Regions from separate parts of the Cricetulus griseus genome. Here region 2 is linked to region 1. Evidence: chromatin contacts called from public Micro-C data. All regions are on one chromosome and are shown on one strand. Each heading gives the region's core, a stretch centred on a gene start, on an enhancer-like site or on the middle of the called end of the contact. The rest is flanking DNA. Distances are from core to core; before and after follow the strand shown. Region 1 holds the start of Fam98b (protein FAM98B). Region 2 holds the start of Spred1 (sprouty-related, EVH1 domain-containing protein 1).

Region 1 (3,544 bases), core at 273-2,772:
GGTAACACATCGACCCCAGATACTGTCTGGGAGGCCAGTACAGGACTGATCCAGACCCCTGAACATGGATGTCAATGAGGAGGCCTCTGCATTCTGGGGCGCCCCTGGTGGTGGATTAGTATTTTTCTCTGGTGTAAGAAGGGACTTTTGAGAGCCCATCCCACGTGAAGGGATACACTCTTGCCCTGGACACATGGGGAAGGGCCTAGGCCCAGCCCAGGAAGATGTGGTAGACTTTGCGGAGCCCCTGTGGAGGGCCCTACCCTGCCTGGGGAATGGAGGGTGGATGGGGTGAGGGGTGGGTCGGAGTGGGGTGGGAGGGGTGAGGGTGAGGGGAGGGAGAGGGAGAAGGGATTGACATGTGAAACAAGCTTGTTCCTAATTTGAACTAAAAAAAAAAAAAAGTAACACTTGCTAGTGGAACAAAGAAGTTTGAGGGAACAAAAGTAAGGGGGCGGGGCCTGAAGGTTTCGGACTACAGTTACCATAAAAAGAAAGTGCATGTAAAGAGGCAAACGGTGATGTAAGAGATTTGTTTTATCTACCCTCAACCGTTTGGACCTTTGCTTACATGTATGCACCCTCCTTTAAACTACTTCTTCGCGCATTTACCAAGTCAATGTTCCCTGTGAGAGACCCACTCTAGTATGCGGTCAGGAATCCATCAGTGCAGAAAGCTGACACAAAACCTGTTTTCCGGGAGCTGGATGAAGTTCACGAGACAAACATGAAAAAGGAGCAGCGCTGTGAAGAGAACCAGGATGGGAGGGAGTAATACTGCGTGTCCAGACCGCCTCATCGCAGCCACCACTGGGGTCCTCCCTCATAGCGCCTAGCGCCCAGAATTATTAAATTGCAACAGAGAGTAGATCCTTTCAGCTAATGTCGCTCTGAAAACTGTCATTTCTCCCTGCCTACCACACAAACGTGCATTCAGGAGTAGAGAAAGCTCGATACTGGGACTCGCACTCAACTAAGAGAGTCTCCAATCTAAGAAGCTGGAGTGAGTCCTCCTGAGCCCAGGGAAAGCCAAAGATTGACTGGCATGCTACAACAACGGTCCAGAGGCGACTTGCTGTGCGGTGCGGTGCGGCGCGCGCGGGCTATACATTCACACAGAAGGCCTTCGAAGCCCGGGGAGAGCCGGCCGCGAGGTGGAGGCGATGGGCAGCACAGCGGGACCCAGTCCCGCGCCAGCCTGGCCTGCTCTCGCCACAGCCGCTCGGTCCCGCCGGCTCACCAGATCGCGGGTAGCGGGAGCGCAGAGGCCTGTGCACCGCCCCACACACCGCCGGCCTGGGAGGCGCGCGCGCCCGGCGTTAGCGGCCACGCGCAGGGCCAGGGTACCTCCCCGGGGAAGCGGTCCGCGAGAACACTCACCCGAGGGCCTCCAGGGTGTCCAGTACGTCCCCCTCCATGCTACTTTGGGGCCCGAGCTCTGGCCCTCTCATGGTCGCTTGGACCAAAACTGTTCGTCACTCTAAAAATCCCGCCGGAAACAAGCGTCATCACGCCAAGGTTCCGGGGCAGGTAGCCATGGCGACCATGGAAGAGCACGTGGGACCCAGGCCTGGAAACAATCCAAGCTTGGTGCTACCAAGAACCCATGTTTGTAACAATAGACATTTTTTTTAAACATAAAAGGTATCTCTTTTCTGTTAGATCTTATCCACGTGTTAAAGTCTATCTTTTTAAGATCATGATTCAAACTTAGCTGTTGGACACTCCCCCACCTTAGATTTTTAATTTTTATTTATGGTGTATATACGTGCCATGTGTGCCAGTGCCCTGGAGGACTGCAAAGGGCATCAGATCAGGTCCTCTGGAAGCCACCAAGAGCCAACTTTCCAGTGGCTCTCCCTACACACACACACACAAACACACACACACACTCTTCCCTTTTTATAACAAGAATTCTCAAAAAAACAATAATGATCTCCAGTAGAAAATAACAGCATGTGTATAAATAAGCCCATTGAGCTAATATCTTCAGCAGTGTTCTGATGTTAATAAGAAATCAAGAGTATTATTTCTGCTGGGTGTTGGTGGCACACGCCTTTAATCACAGCACTTGGGAGGTAGAGGCAGGAAGATCTCTATGAGTTCAAGGCCAGCCTAGAGCGAGTTCTAGCACAGCCTCCAAAGCCAGAGAAACCCTGTCTCGAAAACAAAACAACAACAAAAAAGAGTATTATTTCATCATGAATGTAGAACCAAATAGATGATCAGTTGTTTTCATCTGTCCAGAATCACCTCAAATACATACTCAGATTTGTGTTGTATTGCTGATCATTTATGAATGTGTAAGTAACAAAATACCAACTGTATCTACAAATTCAGATTCAGCAGAAACACCTTAAGAAATAAAAGTACGGTCACCACACACCTTTAATCCTGGAGGCTGAGGCAGCATATCTCTGTGAGCTCAAGGCTAAGTTGGGCTATATAGTGAGCTTCAGGACAGGCAGAGCTACAAAGTGGGACACCGTCTCACAAAACAAATGAACAGCCAAGGGGGCAGGTGAAGAAGAAAAGGGAAAAAAAAGGCACAAAAAAACATCTGAGAAGCAAAAATTAGCATAAATTATTTCCAGCAGACTCATGTCAAAAGGGACCTCGGGGTTCTTTGAGTGAAAAGAAAATAATGACAGGTGAAAACACACAAGTGTAAAAAGTGATGGAAAGCACCCTTAAGAAGAGAAAAATGGGAAAAGTATTGGCTGTTTAAAACAGAAACAATAATGTCATGTGAAATTTAAAATACAGAGACTGTTGGGGGCAGAATTAACAAATAGAGTTAAGGAATTATAGCATTCATCATTATAAAATAAATAATTTATGGTAGTATACCAAGACTGTACACCAGCATCATAAACATATTCAGTAAACCATCAAACATAACAAACAACTAAGAGAAGGGGGTACAAAGCAAAATATCTATCAAAGAGGAAACAAAATGGAAAATAAAGTGTTAAACCATGATGTAAGAAAGCTGGGTAGCACTTTGGAAATCAGTATGGCAACTCCTCAAGAAAATGGGAATCAGTCTACCACAAGATCCAGCAATTCCACTCTTAGGCATATACCCAAAAGAAGCACATTCATACAACAAGAGAATCAGTCTACCACAAGATCCAGCAATTCCACTCTTAGGCATATACCCAAAAGAAGCACATTCATACAACAAGGACATCTGTTCAACAATGTCCATAGCAGCACTATTTGTAATAGCCAGAAACTGGAAGCAGCCTAGATGCCCCTCAACTGAAGAATGGATAGAGAAAATGTGGTACATTTACACAATGGAGCACTACTCAGCAGAAAAAAACAATGGAATCTTGAAATTTGCAGGAAAATGGATGGAACTAGAAGAAACCATTCTGAGTGATGTAACCCAGTCACAAAAAGGCAAACATGGTATGTACTCACTCATATGTGGATTTTAGACATAGAGTAAAGGATTACCAGCCTACAATCCACTCTGCCAGCGAAGCTAGTAAACAAGGAGGACCCTAAGAGAGACATACATGGTCCCCTGGAGAAG
Region 2 (3,544 bases), core at 651-3,150, 140 kb after region 1:
AAAAAAGGCCCGTTTTGAAACAATCTATCATATGTCTGCATTAGTACACACCCCATCATTTGTTCCTCAGCCGCATCAAGGAAATAATACTTTCTAAACTATTAAACTGGTAAGAAATCTTTCCCCATCTCTAAAATAGGTAAGATTTTATCCCAGCTGCTTTCCTCCAAGATACTAATTAAAGTCCCCGACAATCCCTTCAGCATTTCCGCAGTTTTTCTCCTAACCCAGCACCATCTGAGACAGGCTTCTAGATCTAGCTCAAAATAGGTCTAGTCTGCGGAAGGCAGTGACAGTGTACTGCACTGTGAATGGACAGCCAGGTATTTTATGAATGGAGGCGATCACGTGATCCCAGCACCTCCCCGAACTGATATTTCCCACATAACTGTGTCAACATTCTGAGAACTGGGGTAGTTGTTTGTGTGTGCGTATGTTCTAAAATTTAATCTAAAACTTCTAATTCTCCTCACTTCCCGAACTCAAAAATCTACATAAAGACAAACAAGCTTCGAATGTTTTTCTTAGGAAACCCTTTCAAGTTGTCCAAGGTGATGGATGTTTAATTATTTTTTTTATGAATGAAGTGTGCTATGCAAATGAGGGCGATTCACAAAAAAGAGAGAACATGGCGGCCACTTCTGCTTCTAGACTGCACTGACTGCAGCAATCCACCTCCTTCCACGCCCTCTCCCTCAGTGTGTGCTTTTCAAAGAGGGGGGGACGCTGCCTGGTATTTTTCTAGCTATTTTATGCTAAGCGGGCTTCGGCACTGGCCCTTAAAGCCTTCTCGAAGAGGTCTGACTTGAGGAATGTACTTTATTTAAAGGAATGCATCCTCATTTAACTCTTCATAACCCTCCAGAAACAAACAAAACTTGAACTCAATCACAAGAAAACGGACGCCAATATTCTGCCTCAAATTAACTCCCTTCTCAACAGGAAAATCTTACAGCACCATTCTTCCTCCAAGCGGCTGCTATATTTAAAAGGCACAGTGCTTCGTTTGGAAAACATAAGGACAGCCCAAATAAGCAAAAAACTTAAAGTCGCGGAATGCTCTAGATGAAACTGACAAAGTCACCAACGCGTTCGGCAATGTAAACGGTGCTTTATCACAGACGAAAGCCAGACACTAGCATTCAAAATTCCTAATTGTTCTGTTCTTAATGAGGACGAGTTCAATATTCGCCAAGGTCTAAAACAAAACAATAGCTCAACATCGCCCACACTCCAGGTGTTCTTAATCCTATTTAATTCTTAAAATGTTTCCCTAACCCTATTTTTTTTTTTTTACCAGACCAGTATAGGTCATAAGTTTAAAAAGTGGGACAGGGGGCGAAGGCTTAATCGGCAGCATTTAAGAGTCACTGAGTCATCGAATTAGGATTCGAGAGCAGTTTGCGGCAGGAGGTGCACCCACACATTAGTTTCCGAGCGAAATAGATGTAAAGGGAGATGGCTGGATGTTCAAGGTGCTGGGGGGGGGGGGGATGCAGGAGTGAAGGGCAGGCAAAGGGTAGTTTCTACTCCACTTTGAGCCACCCACATTACTCCGTCTCGGAGACGTCCGATTGCTACACCGCCTCTGCTCCGCACTCGATAGCCTTCCCCAAGCAGGGAGGCGATTGCAAAGATGGAAAGGGGTGCTGCCATGAAAGAACACAACCCGACGACACATCGGGCATCTATCACCTCCCGGGCGGGACGGGCTGGGGGGGAGGGGGCTGCCCACCAGGGCTCGCTTACTCGTTGTCAGAAGTCGCCGTCTCCTCGCTCATCTTTCCCTCACCGTGATCCGCTCAGGAGATGAAGGAGCAATAGCAGGCGGGGAAGCAGCGGCAGCGGCGGCACCGAGGGACGGCGGGCCGGCGGCGGCGGCGGCCGGCGGGGCGCGCGGGCAGCGGCTCGGGGGCCTCACCATGGTGGACGCCTCACCCGGAGCGGCGCCCCGCGAGCCGGGCAGCCCGGCCACCCCCGCAGGGGGGCGGCGGCAGTGAGCGCGGCCGTGGCGACCCCAGCGGTTCGCTGTGCCGAGGCCGGGTGCGACGCCGAGACGGCGCGGGCGGCTGCAGGCGCTGGAAGGGACGCGGCCGGCGGCTGAGGCGGTGCAGCTCTCAGGGCGCGCCGACTGGAGGGCGGCGGCGGGGGCGGGGGGCAGCCGAGCGCTGGCTGCGGGCGGCGGCGCGGTCCGCCGAGGTGCCGCGCACCATCTCCCGCCTGGCCGCCGGCTGCCCGCGCGGCGCGCCGACCCGGTCGGCCCTCAGGGGCTCCCTCAGACGCGCTCCAGCTGGGGGCCGCAGGCAGGGCGCGAAGTGGCCGTCCGAGCCCGAGGGCACAGTTCCGAGCGGCGGCGAGGAGGGCCGAGACCAGCGCAGCTCCGCGGGCCCGCTCCTCACGCCCGCGAGAGGGGAGCCGCGAGGGGGGCGGCGGAAGCTCTCACGCCGCCCGCTCCTTCCGCCGCGCGAACCGGGGGCGCCCGCGGGAGAGGCAGGCGAAGTAGTCCCTCGCGACTTCTGGGGCGCGCGGGAGCAGGCGGGCGGGCGAGCGGACGGACGTGGGGCGCGGCTGCGAGCGGGCAGCGCGGGGCCTCTGGGAGGTGGGGGAAGACCTAAAAGCCACGGCCCGCAGGCGAATCACTGCAGCTCGAGATCGTGGGCAGCATAACAAGTTTCCGAAAAGTAGTTCCCTCCTCCCCTCGCTTCCCAAATCGTCGGGCAGCGGGAGCGGGGCGAGGAGGGCGGCGGAGGGATATACCGCTGCACCGCGCGCGTGTGCGTGCGCGCGCTCCAAACTCTTGGCACGCCGCGAAAGGGGGCGGGGGGTGGGATCTGTGAGCAGAGCTGCTCCGGGACTGGCATTGTTGCGACGCGCAACTCCCCGTTACTCAGCCTGGAATGTCCAGGTTGTCTCTACAAACAGGCTGCACATCCACCGTGTGTTCGAGGAAGAAATCAGAAGGCCGCTCCGTTCTGCTCGGTGCGCGTGCACGCGCGCGCGTGTGTTGTGTTTTCCTTGCAAAGAATGGAACTGGCTTGAGTTCATCTCTAGTTAGTGGGGGTTACAGGGCAGGACTGCAAAGCGAGCTCCTCCTGCTGTCCCTCTAGTTGCATTGCTGTAGTCCCCTAGCTGCTTGCACAGGGGAGTGAGGAGAGAAAGTGTGTGTGTGTGTGTGTAGAAAGAGTTGATTTCAATACCTCGCAGCGCGATTCTCACTGCGCAAACAGCATGCAATGCAGGGCATTCATTTCTGAAAGCCCGAGTGCTTGTTAATGGAGAACGGCTTCCATTGAAGCCCGGGGTAGGCGGGTTACATGAATCTGGCGCATCCAGCGGCACAGGAAATAACTCCCGCTGCGAGTGAGGTTGCATAACTATAGCGCAGGAGATGCCTGTGTGGCACGAACGGAGGCGGAATGGTTGTTGGATAGGCAGCTGTCACGTTTGCATTGTCAGAGGACAATGTATGCAGTCATCCCAAGAGGTCCTTTTTGCATAGGAACCTTCTAGGGTTCATGGCTGGAGCCTGGGATCTTTGTGACTG

The links. Hi-C and Micro-C count contacts between places; a contact is called where the count stands out from the background.
Region 2: a Micro-C map of the CHO-K1 cell line shows a contact between it and region 1, with 4 times the contacts expected there. The contact joins the promoter of Spred1 here to the promoter of Fam98b in region 1.

The regions. Positions count from the first base shown.
Region 1 is chr6:61,288,995-61,292,538 of CriGri-PICRH-1.0, forward strand. Fam98b (protein FAM98B) reads right to left here and starts at 1,523. Exons shown (of 11, transcript XM_027422232.2): 1 at 1,381-1,523. The coding sequence starts at 1,451.
Region 2 is chr6:61,432,455-61,435,998 of CriGri-PICRH-1.0, forward strand. It overlaps Spred1 (sprouty-related, EVH1 domain-containing protein 1), which reads right to left and starts at 1,901. Exons shown (of 7, transcript XM_027422233.2): 1 at 1,750-1,901. The coding sequence starts at 1,781.